Linked DNA regions of Mus musculus: region 1 is linked to region 2. A link is a contact called in public Hi-C data. All regions are on one chromosome and are shown on one strand. Each heading gives the region's core, a stretch centred on a gene start, on an enhancer-like site or on the middle of the called end of the contact. The rest is flanking DNA. Distances are from core to core; before and after follow the strand shown.

Region 1 (3,397 bases), core at 52-2,551, 580 kb after region 2:
TGACCTGGGATGTGGCTGTCCACGCCTCAGCACCTGTCCCTGTTGAACACCTGGATGCAGTTCAAGAAGAAGGAACAGGACTACACACACGCTCACGCACACGCACACGCACACACACACACACACACACACACACACACATCTCCCAGCCCCCAACTCCCTCCAAAATAACAAACAAGGGAACAAAGGCAGGCCAGGCAGTAGTGGATGCTGAGGAGACAGAGACAGGCGGGTGTCTCTGTGAGTTCAAGGCTGGCCTGGTCTATAGTGTGAGTTCCAGGATAGCCAGGGCTGCCACTGCCCCAGGGACCTCATCACAGCCTGGCATCGGCCAAGGAGCTCACCAGTTCGTGCTGCTCCTGCATCTGGGCCACGCGCTCCCGACACCGCTGGTCCCCGTGCTTCAGCTCGGCCACCACTGCCTCACACTTCTCGCTCAGAACTTTCTTGTCTTCAATCAGCTGTGATAGGGGTAGGGTGAGGATCTGGTGTCCACCCTCCGGTCCCTCAGTGGGCCAGCACTGCGTCCCCGACTGTCACCTGGTCAATGAAGGACAAGTGCCGTTGGATGGTGGCCTCATACTGCTCCTTCTGCTGCCGCAGCTGCCGGGTCAGCTCCTTCTCTGTCTCCTTAACACGTCGAACAGTGAGGTCACGCTGTTGCGCCTGTGGGAGGAGGGGGGATAGACAGGAGATGGTGGTGTTGAATCCCTGCCGTGTGGGGCAGCAATGGCTCTGACCCCTGGGCAAGATGCTGGCAGGCCCCGTGCCAGCGTGGCCCTGGGGTGATGGCTCATGGTCAGGCCCCGTCCCAGCGTGGCCCTGGGATGACAGCTCATGGTCTCACCAGAGCTCTCTGCAGCAGAGCCATGGCCTGTTTCTTCTCCTCCAGCTCCAGCTTCAGCCGCATCACAGACGTGCTTCCCTCGGATCCTGAGCCCGCCTCTAGCACCAGGCTCTAAGGATATGGCAGTCCTCAGGCAGGCCACCCAGCAGTTACTGCCTACCTGATGCCCACCCTCCACAGGGAGTCACTACATGCCCCCTGTCCCACCCCGCTGCGAGGGGACAGCTATGTGGGACACCTGGGCAACAGGTCAGCCATGGAGACCGGGTTTATTAATCAGTGCAGAGGAGGCCTATACCTCGATGCTCAAACACAGACCACGAGGCCTGGTCTGCCCTCTCCTGACCTTCCTGCCCCATGAAAACAAGCCGTATCCCTGTTTTCATTGTGGTCACCGCTGTTCATTCAGGACACAGACCACAGACCACCCACGTGGACAGGATGACCTCTAGAGAGGATGCCAGGGCAGAACAAGGCGGCCCTGCTGGCTTTCACTTCTGTTTGGGGCTCAGGGAGGCTGCACTGGGGCCTTTCGAATGATCACTTCCCATTGTGGCGGCTGACTACCTCCCGCCAGGGTGCTGGCCGCTCCTGTCCTGACTTCTCCATCTCATCCAGGAAGGTCATAATGCTCTGAAGCTTGGCCTCCGAGAGCAGGGTCCCGTCATCAGGGGGGCCAGGGGCTGCGCTGAGTTTCCCAAACTTCTCCAGGTTGTCAGCTGTCAGGGAGTTGGCATCCTCTTCCTGCAGGGCCAGCATTGGGGGCTCAGAGGAGCCTGAGAACTTAGGGTCCCTCAGGGACAGGGGCAGTGTTTGTGTGTGTGTGTGTATGTGGGGCAGGCCTTGCTGTGGCCGTGGCCTCCCTAGGTGCTCAGACCTTTGAGAGTATTGCCACAGCAGGAGAGGTGTGTACCCTCCTGGGTCACTGTGTCCCAACCTCAAGGAGACCAGACAGGAGGGAGTCAACAGGCACAGCTGGACCTTGTTAGGTCTCAACTAAAGCAGGAACATGGTGGCCCATGCTCCCCTGACCTGCATGGAGGCCTCCCTGCAGGGGATGGTGTGAGTGCCCAGCGCCTGCTCACCTCGTCAGTCCAGGCATATCTGTCCTTATGGTAGGCCTTGGGGTGAGGCAGCGGCTCTGGCTCCTCCTCCAGCAGCTTCAGTGTGTCCAGAAGATCGTCCAGGGTTGCTCTGGCCCTGGCCTTGCCCCTGGAAGAGCCTGACACTGCCAGGTCTTGTCTGGCTTCCCCCTGGGAATGGATGTCCTGTAGTAGACAGGTCAGGAGGGAGAGAGGTCAGGCCAGAGGTAGCTAAGTCACCCCACGCACCCATGGTCCCCGTGGGCCAGTGCATCCACCACTTGGCACATGACTCAGGTGCTGTCCTCAAAGGAGAAAGGTTCCGGCCCAGTGTCACACTGAGCAGCCTGTGGCCTTGCTGTCCCCTAATGAATGTGAACTGGCAGGATTTCAGAGTGGATCTGAGACCTCCCCATAGCAAGATCAGCAGGCCTCTGTCTCACACCACAACAGCAGCCCTTTGGGCTCTTTCAGGAAACAAAGGACCCCAAAGCTGAGGAGAAGCTTAGGCCAGCCAGGCACGGACATGTCCAGACCTGTGGCTTGTCCTCTGGAGACTGCCATTGCTCTGGAGATGATTCAGAGGCAGGAGGGCAGGGGTCCGCGGGGCCTGTGGGGTAGATGCTGGCACCTGTAAAACAGAATGCACTGTCATTCCTCCAGGGCCTGACCTTGGAGAGAATCTGGGGAGGAGCCAGGTAGAAACCAAAGAGACACTAGGGGGCTCTGGTCTTCCGGGGTGCGATGCTGTGCGGGGAGCCAGTGCAACCCAAGTGCAGGAGCCACTGCTAGGATTGTTGAGGCCTGGCCACCCTAGAGTCTAGCACCACAAGTGACCCAGGCAGCACAAGTGGGAGCAGTGGGATCCCAGGTCTGCAGGTAAAAGTCCCCGTGCCTGGCCGTATGAGCCTCCAGTTTCACCTCACTGTAGGCCTCCCAGGGTCGGGTAGACAGACTCACTCACCAGCGTTGTTGGCCTTAGGGTGTGTGACGCAGCCTGGCTCCTGCATGGGTCGAGGCTGCTCCGGTGCTCGGGTCTCTGGTCTGTCCTTAGGCCGTCTGTGTTCGGCCTCACTTGCCTTCTGGGCTCGTTTCTGTTGTTCCTGACAGAGGAGCACCTCTGAGCAGCCCGCTAAAGCAGGGTGTCCCCTGACCCTCTTGCAGCCCAGCTCCCCTGAGGCTCAGTGTCTCCAAGCATCAGTGTCACACAGAATGGGCTATGGGCTGAGGGATGACACCTGGAGTACCCAGTACCTGAATGGCTGCCTGCCTGGCCTGACGAGCCTTTTCCTCCCGGGCCTTCTTCCTTGCTGCCTCCTCCTGCCGGTGCAGTTCCAGAAGGTTCCCACCTCCCAACCGTTGCCTCTGCCCCTGCCAGGGAAGCCAAATCCACAAACTTTACAGAACTGGAAGATGGGCAGAGCCCTGAAACCAACTGGGAGGTCTCCACGGGGCACCGAGCGTCCAC
Region 2 (3,442 bases), core at 62-2,561:
GGAGAGCTGGTTCAGCAATTGCCAAATATGTGCTGCTGTTTCAGAGGGCCCAAATTCAATGCCTAGCACCCATGTCAAGAGGACCACAGGCTCCTGTAACTTGAGCTCCAGGGGAATCTAACTCTTCTGGTCTCCGTGGGCACCTGCATTCGTTACCAGACTTACAAGAATGAAAATAAATCTCTAAGAAAAAAAAAAAACACTACAGTCTGCTGAGCTCATGTCATTGAGAGGGAGATACACATTAGGTAAGGCTCTGGGTACTAAACGGACAGGATGGGTATTTGGGGTAAGAGACCTATACTAGAAACAGAAAGACTGGTCCTCATTAAGTACTCACCCAGCAGGAAATGAATGAGGCAGACTAATGCAATCAAGAATATAAAAACTACAGTTCTGCACCAAATCGTTGAGCATAGCCAACTTTGCGTTTTGTTTTGGGTTGACACCCTGTAGTGCCTAATCTTGTTTGTGGACTTGGCTATATCTGGAATGAACTAAAACCTAAGAGTCCAGATACCTGCCCTCTATCTAGGACACACCTTCTGGTGGCAGCCTGTATAAAAAGACATGAAAGAAGGAAGCTTTTGTTTTTTGCCTGCTTATGGCAAGCTCTAAATCCCCTTTATGTATTTTCTATCGGTTCTCTTCCTCTAGAAGAACCCTAACTAACACACACACACACCCTGGTCTGGAGGATCCTTTGTTTTTGTTTTTTCGAAATGGGATTTCTCCGTGTAGTCCTGGTTGTCTTAGAACTCAATTACTGTAAACCAGGCTGGCCTCGTATTCAGGGATCCTCTTTACTCAAATGCTGGAATTAATGGAGTGCGCCCACGCCCAGGACCCTCGACTTCACTGGTTTTTGAGTTCTTATTCCGGACTAATTTCTCACAATCGGTACAACTGAAAAAATCTATGCTGCAAAGGTGTCTCAAGTTTGCACAGAGGTTTTCTGCTCCGCAAGCGCGTGCTCATACGCAATGTGTCGATGTGCGGACCCGAACCTGGCAGTAATTGGAACCGCGTTACCCCAGGGCTCAGGGCTCCGTGTGTGCGAGGGATGCAACTGCTGGCCAATCTTTTCAGAGCGGGGCCGAAGCTGCTGGAGGGCTGGAGGCGCCAGGTAAGGCGCAGAGCTGGGCTTGCATTTCCCAAACCTGTGCGCCAACCCACCTACGGGACGGGACGCCGGCATCTGAGAGAGTCGCGCGGGAAGAAGTCAGCGCTCGGCGCCCAGCACTGCTGTGACAGCGGCCCCTGGTGGCGGCAACCTCAGCTGAAGCGGAGGGACGCTAAACGAGCGAGGCTAACAGCTCGGCGCCGGCGCTCCGGAAGTGACGTCCTCAAAGCCTCGAGGCGCTAGCCATGGCTCACACGGCCGCTGAGCGGCCGCCAGAGGAAACCCTGTCGCTGTGGAAAGGGTAATGGGGTCGGGGTCGTGCATTAGCCAAGGGGGTGGCCTTCTCCAGTGACCTCCGACCTCACAGCCCCTGTGGCGGCTGGGAAACTGACCCTCGGTGCTGCGGCACAGGCCTGCTCCGGGCCGCCGGCTGCCGGAAGTTGCAGCCAGCCTTTGTGGGCGTGGTCCTCGTTTCCGGTACCGGGGATTCCCATCGCCGAGAGCTTTTCCTTCTCAGTGTGGCTTGATGGACAAAAAGGAGAGAGGGTGGGCTGGGAGGGGGGACGCCCCGAGCGTCGCGCTCTTCCCATGGGCCCTGAGCCCGTTTGATGTTCGTGTCCTATTAGGGAACAAGCCCGGCTGAAAGCGCGCGTGGTGGATCGGGACACGGAGGCCTGGCAGCGGGACCCCAGCTTCTCGGGCCTGCAGAAGGTCGGGGGCGTGGATGTGTCCTTCGTGAAAGGGGACAGTGTCCGGGCCTGCGCTTCCCTGGTAGTGCTGAGCTACCCCGAGCTCAAGGTAACCCGGGTGGGATGTTGCGCCCGGTGCAGTTCGATCGTAGGCAGAGAGCCAGGGTCCAGTTTTATAAAATTTACTTTTTTTTTTTAATACTTGCACCCCGTAGTGTATATATATATATTTGATGCTAGGAAGCCGACTCAGGCCCTCGAATGTGTTAGGCAAGGGACTGATACACTTCCACCCCGTTTGTAGAGTGTAATGAATAGATTGGAATGCCTTTGAAGAAAAGTTTTCAAAAGCAAAAAGCAGAGGAAATATGGGCACCAGGATGCTTGTGATGTACATAAACTCCCACGGGTCTACATATATGTACACAAATGGTGAATTAAAAGTAGTTTTTAAAGGATCGACAGACAATTCCAGGTCTGGTTGTTGTGTTTCTGATCAGATGGAAGGGACTCGGAAGCCCAGGGACCTTAAAATTCTGAGGGGAAAGGTGTCCCAATGGAAAGGCATCGTGAGACACAAGGACCCGGGAACCACACAGCTCTGAGAGGAAGCCTCAGCCCCGCTCTCTCCACTTCTCTTCTCTTCTCTTCTCTTCCTTGCTTCTTTTCTGACAGGAGAGTTACACCAAGCAGGAAATTTTATGAAAGAGATTTATTGGAGGGAAGACTCCAGGAGGAGGAGGAGGGACTAATCTAGGAATGGCTGCCCTCTGCTCTCGGGGGGGGGGGGGGGGGGGGGGGGGCAGACAGCAGGAAACTGGACAAAGGGGCAGTGCTTTTATAGGATTTCTGAGGGGACAGAGCTTCTCAGGGCAGAGATTTCCAGAATGAGGATTTGTGGGATCTCAAGTCCTGAGCTTGGGGTGGGCTCAGGGATCATTGGATTTTTCACCTCCTTTCCCTGTATTAGGGCCATGACTTAGAGTAGGAAGTCCTTCCTGGTGGCAGCCAGCTTTTGCTGAGGTGCCATCTCTGAGGCTGCTGGGGAGGCTGGAGAGAGGTGCTGCCTCTGTGAACAACTCCGGTAGTGGTGCTTCATCAAGGCTGTAGGCTGGGGCATTGAAAGAAGGTCTCACCACTGTGGACAGCTCCTCAGGACAGAAGTAGGCTGAGGCAGGAAAGGTGCTGCCACCATGGACAGCTCCTGTGATGGCCTTGGGCTGAGGAGATGTCATAGTGCCTCTATTTTGATAGGCGCTGCCATTTTGGACATTTTACTGCTGCCGCTGTAGCCTGGGTCGGGAAGGAAGGGCCTTCCGCAGCCTTGATGGCTTTTGTGGCGCACTTCTCAGGAACTGCAGTTGTCATCCTGGTTGCTCACCTCAGTGGCACACAGTACACACCACACTTTTCACAAGCAGAACATCTCTGCCTCCCCAAACCTCCTGCTTTCCATCTTGTCTCACAGTAGCGCCATGTTTAAAGTTATTTTTAATTTTTTGAGCTAAAGTAAAAAAAAATATATTTTTCAGCCAGATGTGGTTGCACACACCTTTAATTCCAGCAATCGGCAGGCAGAGGCAGGTCCACAAAGTGATTTCCAGGACAGACAGGGCGACACAGAGAAACC

The links. Hi-C and Micro-C count contacts between places; a contact is called where the count stands out from the background.
Region 1: a contact with region 2 is called in a Hi-C map of bone marrow-derived macrophages, with 16 read pairs. The contact joins the enhancer-like site here to the promoter of Endov in region 2. A contact is called at or near these places in 1 of 39 promoter capture datasets (neural stem cells), 3 of 484 Hi-C or Micro-C datasets (CD8 T cells, bone marrow-derived macrophages and olfactory sensory neurons), 8 of 115 datasets of contacts at active chromatin or transcription factors (astrocytes, embryonic forebrain, embryonic hindbrain and 5 more) and 2 of 9 other capture datasets (adipose tissue and macrophages).

What each region holds. Positions count from the first base shown.
Region 1 is chr11:120,069,945-120,073,341 of GRCm38.p6, forward strand. It overlaps Cep131 (centrosomal protein 131), which reads right to left. Exons shown (of 26, transcript NM_009734.3): 9 at 3,184-3,300; 10 at 2,894-3,032; 11 at 2,466-2,560; 12 at 1,933-2,115; 13 at 1,415-1,591; 14 at 848-958; 15 at 541-666; 16 at 345-461. Among named protein-coding and RNA genes, the nearest start is that of Cep131, 15 kb to the right of the region's middle. Within about 2 kb of position 1,302, at least 24 of the 459 cell types and tissues checked have an H3K27ac peak or open chromatin away from gene starts, as enhancers often do. A contact at or near this core is called in bone marrow-derived macrophages, where this site is marked.
Region 2 is chr11:119,490,036-119,493,477 of GRCm38.p6, forward strand. Endov (endonuclease V) reads left to right here and starts at 1,312. Exons shown (of 9, transcript NM_001164636.1): 1 at 1,312-1,424; 2 at 1,750-1,921. The coding sequence starts at 1,369. A930037H05Rik (RIKEN cDNA A930037H05 gene) reads right to left here and starts at 1,200. Exons shown (of 4, transcript NR_153849.1): 1 at 1,008-1,200.